Regions from separate parts of the Mus musculus genome. Here region 1 is linked to region 2. The links are chromatin contacts, called in public Hi-C maps. All regions are on one chromosome and are shown on one strand. Each heading gives the region's core, a stretch centred on a gene start, on an enhancer-like site or on the middle of the called end of the contact. The rest is flanking DNA. Distances are from core to core; before and after follow the strand shown. Region 1 overlaps A730056A06Rik (RIKEN cDNA A730056A06 gene). Region 2 has its middle 65 kb from the start of Gm6567.

The links. Hi-C and Micro-C count contacts between places; a contact is called where the count stands out from the background.
Region 1: a contact with region 2 is called in a Hi-C map of uterus, with 2.2 times the contacts expected there. The contact joins two enhancer-like sites. A contact is called at or near these places in 1 of 39 promoter capture datasets (hippocampal neurons), 7 of 484 Hi-C or Micro-C datasets (cerebral cortex, cortical neurons, nephron progenitors and 1 more) and 1 of 115 datasets of contacts at active chromatin or transcription factors (heart atrium).

The regions. Positions count from the first base shown.
Region 1 is chr7:73,325,902-73,329,937 of GRCm38.p6, forward strand. The region is part of intron 1 of A730056A06Rik (RIKEN cDNA A730056A06 gene); the gene reads right to left. Among named protein-coding and RNA genes, the nearest start is that of 4930429H19Rik, 18 kb to the left of the region's middle. Within about 2 kb of position 1,505, at least 36 of the 459 cell types and tissues checked have an H3K27ac peak or open chromatin away from gene starts, as enhancers often do. A contact at or near this core is called in uterus, where this site is marked.
Region 2 is chr7:73,034,932-73,039,245 of GRCm38.p6, forward strand. No RefSeq gene overlaps it. Among named protein-coding and RNA genes, the nearest start is that of Gm6567, 65 kb to the right of the region's middle. Within about 2 kb of position 1,965, at least 34 of the 459 cell types and tissues checked have an H3K27ac peak or open chromatin away from gene starts, as enhancers often do. A contact at or near this core is called in uterus, where this site is marked.

The sequences.
Region 1 (4,036 bases), core at 255-2,754, 290 kb after region 2:
TAGTAGCTGGCAGACAGAGAAATCTATGCTCAACCAGCTTTGACTCTGGGCTGATGACTAATCAGCTTCTGGGGGGGGGGGGGGCACGGCATCTTTTTTCTTGTTTAAAAAAGGCTTCAAGCGGGGCAGTGGTGGCCCACGCCTTTAATCCCAGCACTTGGGAGGCAGAGGCAGGCGGATTTCTGAGTACGAGGCCAGCCTGGTCTACAGAGTAAGTTCCAGGACAGTCAGGGCTACACAGAGAAACCCTGTCTCAAAAAACTAAAAAAAAAAAAAAAGGCTTCAAAAAGAGAGAACATTTTTAAATATTGAAAGAGCATTGTTACATAACTAACTGGTGACAAAAAGTGCCACTTCCCCTGCAGTCAAAGACCAAGCTTGACAAGACTCTTTCTACCGCCGTGTTTTTTCAGCTGTATCAAACTGTCTTGTCTGGTCCACCCACGAACGGAGCCTGCTCCGGAGCCCCTTGGGCTTCTCAGGCAATGAGCGAACTGGAGGTTTGGGACGCTGCTGACTTTGACTGCAATGAGTTTTGACGTGCTAAAGTCTGAGACAAATTTGGAATAGGAAAGCCTTCCCTCAGGCTCCTCCCAGGCCAAGACACAGAGCATCAGAAACACATGTTTTCATCTGAGCCTCCACGCAGCGGAAAGTGAAGATGGGCCGAAGTCCCAAAGACGGAAGTGGGGAAGGAGAAAGGTTCCAGGCGCTGTTAGGATGAGGACGCACAAGGTAGCCGCGGTCATGAGAAGAAAGATCCAAAGTTAATCAATAGAACCAGGGACAATACTGTTAAAAAGAAAAGGCGAGCCCCATAGCTTTTCAGGGTAAGGAGGCGAGCCCTCCTTCGGGCTCCACTGCAGGCCTTGGGCAGGAGCCTTTGGAAGGTACAGCTTGCGGATCGCCTGGGAGCCCGTTAGAAGTCAACATTTTCGAAATTCTATACGCTTATCGCGTGGGTAAAGTGTGAATGATTTATACCTAAAGTCAGCCTGGTGTATCCATCCATCTCTCCCTGCACTAACCGCCTTCACAGCATCTGTCTTACTAGAGCCATGTGCACACTATATGACCTGACTTAAGATGCATGCTCTGTAAGAAAAATACTTAACCCAAAACTCTTAGAATTGTTATTTAAATTTTGCCCCAAATATCCCATTTTTGGCTGCCTCCTCCTCTTCTTCTTCTTCCCTCCTCCTCCTTTAACAGAAGCAATTTTTAACTGAAGCCACAATTTCTAATTTTTGCTAGAGAGTTATTGACTAATTTGTGAGTCAAAAAGCTGGGTTTAGCCAGTTCCTGCTTTAGTGGAATGTGCCGTCCCCATCTTTCTGCAAATTACAAACACAGGGCTGTTGTCCATCGTAAACTCCTGGCTCAAGAAATCCAACTTTTCATCATAAATTCTGAGAGAAAAAGCTCGCCTGGGTGTCTCCTTCGCCTCAGCCTGTGTTCCCAGACAACTCACAGGCAACCCAGCCTATGGACGTCTCCCCAAAGGCTAACACTGCAGCTCTGCCAACAGCTGCAAGCTATAAATAGGACAGCTTGGGACAGTCGAAGGGGAGGGTCAAGAAACAAAATCTAATAAGTATTCAGATGCAATGGCCAAGAAAGCAGGGATGAAGAAGAAGAGAACTGGTGGAGAGCTGCAAACCGAAGGAACAGTCCACAGAAACGATGAGGAGCAGCTCAGCTGAGGGAAACTGAGGAAACCCATCAACCCAAGAACGACAGCTCCTTGATTAGAGTGGCTTTTTAAAATCTAGTTTTTGAGAATGTCATGCATGAATAGAATACGTTTTGATCAAGCCCATCCCATCTCCTCTTCCAACTCTTCCTTTACTGTCCCCACCCCTCACTGGTCCCTCCAGCATTGTATACTCTTTTTTAAACCCATTGAGTCTCCTTGCTACTGCCATCATGAGCATGGGTGTAGGGCCACTCACTGGAAGTCGGCCAGTCTATCGGTGTCCCAGCCAAAGAAAACTGACTCTCCTTCCTCAGTAGCTACCAATTCTCAACAGCTCCTCAGCGAGAGGCATGCCCCCAGCTATGCCCTACATTTGGCTGGCTTGATATTGTGCAGATCTTACCACGCTATTGTGCCTTTGGGTGGTGGGGAGGATGGGGACAAAGTCAAGCATCCAGATCCAGTGGCTCATTTGGGGCAAACACATAGGCAGCCTGAGTCTTTAGGGCAGTGACTTTCGCTAAACATGCTGTGTACCCCAAGTAGAGCATGGTTCTGCAAGGACAGCGCAGCAGCTTCACTATATCTTCAGTGTCACTTTCCCTAGCACACTGCATGTGCTTCCTTCCCCCTCACCATGGGGGGCTACAGCTCTGTTTCTTGTGGAAATAGTCCAGCAGTTCTCAACCTGTGGGTCACGACCCCTCTGGGGGTTGCCTATCAGGTATTTACATTAGGATTCATATCAGCAGCAAAATTACAGTCAGGAAGTAGCAATGAAATCATTTTCTGGTTGAAGTCACCGTAATGTGAAGAACTGTGTACTAAAAGATGGCTTTTAGCATTGGGAAGGTTGAGAACCACTGCCCTAGTCTGTTCGAGCAGCTATAACAAAACACCATCCACCAAGGGACTTAAAAACAACAGGAATGACCTACTTAAGGCTCTGAAGGCTTAGAAGCTGCAGATCAGGGCACCAGCAGAGTGGGTGCCCGATGAAGGCTTCCTTGTTCCTAGATGGTAGGGAGGGGCAAGGAACCTCTCTGGGGCCTCTTTTAGAGGTGTCGATCCTTTGTTCCTGGCTCTATACTCATGACCCAGTCACCTCCCTCGTGCCTAATTCTGTCACTTAAGGAATTAGTTTTAACATGTGAATTTGGCGAGTTCACAAGTATTCAGACCTCAGTACAACCTGAACACTGTCTTTATGTTAGTCTCTGTCAGGGCTCTATCCCCGGCACCTCCAGTGTTGCCTGGCCAGCTGATGTTTATGGATGAATGGATTGCTCCCTCAGGAAGACACATACAATTTAGAGAAGCCCCACTTAGGAGACTTTCTTTTTATATACATTCACAATTTATGACTTCTTTGTTTAGCCATGATGTCAGATGTTCCAACTAGAAGTATCTTCGGCTTGGGAATTATGAGTAAGCTGTTCCTTTGTAAAACAGCTGGGCTGCAAAGGGCAAGATGAGAAACTGCAGGAGGGAATCTGCTGTCTCTCCTACACATACTGGGTTTTTGTTTTGTGGACTTGGTTTTACTGGATTTGGTGTGTGGTGTGGTTGTGGTGTGTGTGTGTGTGTGTGTGTGTGTGTGTGTGTGTGTGTGTGTGTGTATGTCTGTCTGTCTGTCTATCTGTCTGACTGTGCCTGTGCCTGTATCTCTGTGTGTCTATGTGTGTCTATGTGTATCTGTGTGTATGTGTCTGTGTGTCTCTGTGTGTGTCTGAGTGTGTTTGTGTATCTATGTGTCTGTGTGAATGTGTCCGTGTGTCTGTGTGAGTGTGTGTGTGTGTTTCCATGTGTGTGTGTGTCTGTGTGTGTGTGTCCGTGTGTGTGCGTGCGTGTGTGTGTGTGTGTGTGTGTGTGTGTGTGTGTGTTGGTTATTTGGGGACTTTTTGAGACAGGGTGCCATGCATCCCGGGCAGTCTTTAAACTTTATGTAGTTTAAAGTTTACCCTGAACTCTGATCTTCTCGCCTCTCTACCTTTTAAGTGCTGAAACTACAGGCGTGAGATACCCAGAACATCTCCCGTTGGTTTTTTAATGTTCTGGTGCATTGGAATGAGAATAATGTGCAGATCGTGGACTCTTCCATTCCTAGGAACTACCTGCCTCTTCTTCCTGTGGGACTTTGCTTTCTGGAATGTAGGATTCACCCTAAGCCCACAGGAAGTGGTTCTTCCTCCTGCTAATCACGGGTATCACTCTGAGACTCTCTCTCTGAGCTGCACGTGTGAAGTGTCGCTCTGCAGGACTGACTCACACCCTTGGAGGGCCTCGACTTCTATTCTAACAGAATAAGCACCATCAGCCTGCTCGCTTCCTCCCTACACG
Region 2 (4,314 bases), core at 715-3,214:
ATACTACAGGGTACTCTGGGGAGCAGGAGCCCAGCCCTAAACAACAGAATGCCCATGAGAGCTGCCTCTGCACTTTCTCCGACACACACCACATCTTCCCACCAGAGCTGGTACATCTCCTGTAACTGATACCCATGCCCCTATGAACACTGATGAATAATAGGTATCCTTCTGCATGTGTCAGAACTAATTCCAGGAGCATCCTCTTCCATGCCAATCTAGAGTCAACCTTTGAAGCCTGTTCATACAACTCTCTTTGAGAAGGAGAACAGATAAATTTCTTCCAAAGGGAATCACTAGGCAGTGAGAGGTGCCACCATCAATAGATGGGAAATTCAAGTGCACCTCCGGTGTGTGATGGTCCACCATTGTCTTGCATGCAAAATAATGGACTTCACAAAATTTGACACATTCCACTCCAAAATACTGCAGTTAGTTAATTAATCCATGTTTGGTAATCTTATCCATAAAACATCAACAGTGCCTCCTAGTCCATTAACCCCTTGAGTTTCTGGGAACTGCTTTGGAATTGGTCTTAAAAGTTTCAAGTCAGATTGTCTTTGCAACTGATTGGCAAATGACTGGGTCAGTTACATAAACTCAATATGACCCACAGAACTTACCAGCAAAGAGAGCTTAATTTCCCTGCCTCCTACATTTTGCTCTTGGAAGTATTTTAGAAACCATGGCAATTTATAATCACAAAAGGTGTTGTTAGCCAGGATCAAATAAAATAACAAATAAGGTCTTAACCCTCAAGTGCTTTTCCAAGTACTACATAATTGAGTGTACAGCTTGATCTCTTCCACACTCCAACCCTACCCCCACTTTTTTTGTATTTTCCATGATCAACCTTTAACCTCTTGGAGGCTTGGAGGTTGCCTCCTTGTGTAGTCAGTTGAAGAAGAAGCCGAGAGCCAGGGCAGCTGCAGCTGCCTTGTCCTGATCATAGTGACAAGGATGAACCTGAAGACCCAGCTGCTGAGGCCCAGTTGCCCAAGGCTAACTCAGTGTGGAAGGTAGAGTAGAGGAGTGAGGCCCACTTTATGTTACCTGAGGGACTTTTGAGGTTTAATTGCAACCGGTTTTCATGAGCCTCTGCTCTGAGCCAGAGCTCAGGCCAAGCCTCCTTCCATGAAAGCCAGATTGAACCTTTCTAGGTTAATGACACATGAGAGAGAACTTCACAGTCGTTTCTGATGACATTTCAGTTTCTAAGAGCAAGTCCATTCGTGACTCTGCCTCCTTCAGCCTTCCCGGCACTGTAAGGCACACAGCCTTCTCCTGACTGATCCCTGATGTATCTCGGGCTTAGCCACAAAGAGAGAAAACTTGCTGACCAGACATGGCTCTCATGCGCTCACCCTTTGACCCTGTTTTAAAACCTTGTGTGGGACACCTGCTGCATCTTAAGCCAATCCAAAGCACAGGAGATCTAAAGTCACCTCTGAAACTTTCCAAGGAGTCTAGAGTGGTTCCTTCACAAAAGGGAAGATGGGGAAGATGTACATGCTTAATTTAATAGGAGCATCTTGCCCTAAGTGTCATGAGAGAAAAAATGAAGGGAGGAAGGGGGGGAGGGAGGGGGGAGGAAAGAGGGAGGGAGGGAAGGAGGGAGGGAGGAAGGGAGGGAGGGAAGGAGGGAGGGAGGAAGGGAGGGAGGGAGGGAGGGAGGGGGGAGGGAGGGAAGAGAGAGAGAGAGAGAGAGAGAGACTAGAGAAGGAAAGACAACACACACAAACACATGAATCATTTGCAGGAGAAAACTAGAGCTTATTCTTATTTTGGGGCATCTCCCATAAGAACATTGCTTTATTTCGCCGACAGAGAGAAAAAGAGTGACATTTCGCTTCAGCTCCAGGCACAGAGGGGGCCAAAAGGCAAGCCCCACAGAAGAACATCTGGTTGGCAAACACCGAGGAACACAACACCTGCAAGCTCCTCATGTGTTTACGCAGTAACTGCTTGTCCATTATCCACACAAAATATGTTCTGGGGCTGGAAACCCGTACCCTGTGCCAACAAAGTCTGGAGCGATAACGCGGCCTGTTTATCTTGGAATTCCCTGTCCTTGCATGGGCGGGTCGCCCTCAGCCAAGCCGACTCTGGAACATTTTTGTGCCTAGCGCCTCCCTGCTGAAACTTCAACAAGCTTGGAACTGGAGACTGAGGAAAGGGCGTTGGAGAATGCAAGCATAAAGAACGACTGCTGGGCTGCGGGAGTCGTTTGTGCTATTATTTACTCGAGTGTGAAGATTTGCTGGCAGGGCTCTGTCATTTCTGAGCCTCTGGAAGTAGTTGCATGTATCAAAAAACATCACCAAAACAAGCCATCTGAACACCCACACTTACAGGAAACCTTACCCGGGAGACTCAGAATTCTTCTAAAAGAACAAGGCCTGCGGCTTGTGACTCTGCCCTTGGCAGCTGGGGTTGGGAGCCCCCGGCATAATTTATTGTGTCTCCCTTTGAAGCACTCTCTGCTACATAGGAAGCATCCACCCAAGAGACCTGTCTGGAAGCCGTGTGATGGCGACCAGGGCAGAAAAGTCCCCCCCATCAGTCAAAGCCCACACTTGAGGGTTGGGGTCAAGCCCTACACCAACCCTAGCACCACCCTGAGTCAAAATTACTGCTACGGTGAACGCTATTGGCTTGGGAAACAGTGAAAGCCTAGAACGTGGAAGTGAGAAGAGAGGTGTGGGGAAAACAGTCGAATTCCTAGGTATTGGAGTTACAGATCTGTGGGTCTTTTCCTCACAACTCAAAGCTCCTCAGCTTTTAGCCTAGAAAAAGACGGGGAGCTTCCAGGGTCAAGTTGCTTAGCCACGTGGTTTCCCCTCAGGTCTGGCTGGCTGCTCCCTGCTATACCTTAAGGCTTATCATAACTGAAGGACAAGGTACACGCATCGTCGGTCCCCTGCCCATGTGCTCAGCAGGTCCGGTGTGTGTTGGATTGCCTCTCTCTGTCAAAGGCCTTGTGCCTGGTCCATAGAATAAAGTTAAGGAGTCACAAAGTGTGATGCCCAGGAGTCGAAGGAGCTGGGACCCGTGTTGCTTTGAAACTGTGTCTAAACCATTATCCTTATACAGAATTAGACACTACTCTCATACCGAATTACACATTTCCAAGCATGCAGCTCTTCCTCCTCTTGCCTTGTCCTGGGTATGTTAACCCCATTCCCCTTTGACCTGCTCCTCGCTGTATGTCTGAAGACAGGTTTTTGTTCATTAGACATCCTGATTTGTATTTGATCTTTTATGTTTCCTGACTTCTGTGTATAACACACTCAGCTGCATCCAGACGCATCCCATCTAACAAGCAATCTCTAAGGCTCAGCACCTTTATTGTTATTTAATGCTTGGTCCTCTGAAGAGACCATGTCCCAGTAGAATGGCCCAGTGGAGATGAAAACCAGGTAAACCCAGGAAGAGTCACATGATCTCTTTTAAAGACAATATTCACAAAGTACTTCCTATCTCTCAAATTTGTAGTCATTTATTTAAAATTTGCTTATCCCCAGATGCCCTGCCTAGCAACAGCATCAGCCTGACTCTATGCAACAGCAGGGTATGTGAGCCTAGGTTCAGTAATGGTTATGTATTTATGGTGCTTCAGAAACCAGAAACCTTGAACCAGCCCAGCAGTTTATTGCAATGAATATTTGCATGTAAATCTGCTTGAGGGTATATATATATATATATATATATACATATATATATATATATATATAGAGAGAGAGAGAGAGAGAGACTGCAGTTTCTGATGGCATTTCAACAAATGAGTATGTGATGGAAAGATGAAAGAGCTAGAGGAAATGAGTGGTGTCTACTCAGTGGAGAGAGATGGAGGTAGAGACATGACAGCAATGACAGGTGTGAGAGATGGCTGCAGTGGACAGGAGAGCATGTCGCTGAGTAGGGCAGACAGAGTGATGTGCAGCCTGGAGCTTGCATAGACTCAGACCTCAAATATGGTGCCCCCACTGTACAATCGCCCTGGTTCTGAGCAATGACCAGATAGCCAAGATGAAAAATGGTTCATTTTCTGGATTTGACTTCCTCAAAAGACCTCTATGATCCATTCTGCCCCTGGAAGTCACTTTGTGATCTGTGGTCCACTGCCCACATAGTGTTGAAGCCCAAGGTTCATTTGGATGTCCCAGGTCCTACAGCAGCCAGGAGCCATGTTGACGTCTGTGGAGTGAAGTACCACAAAGGCCATGTGTATAGTCTGCTGCTGCCTGAAGTCATGTTGATGTTCAGGGTCCACGCTGCTAGCAAGGGCTATGTCTGGGTCTGTGGTCCTCCTGC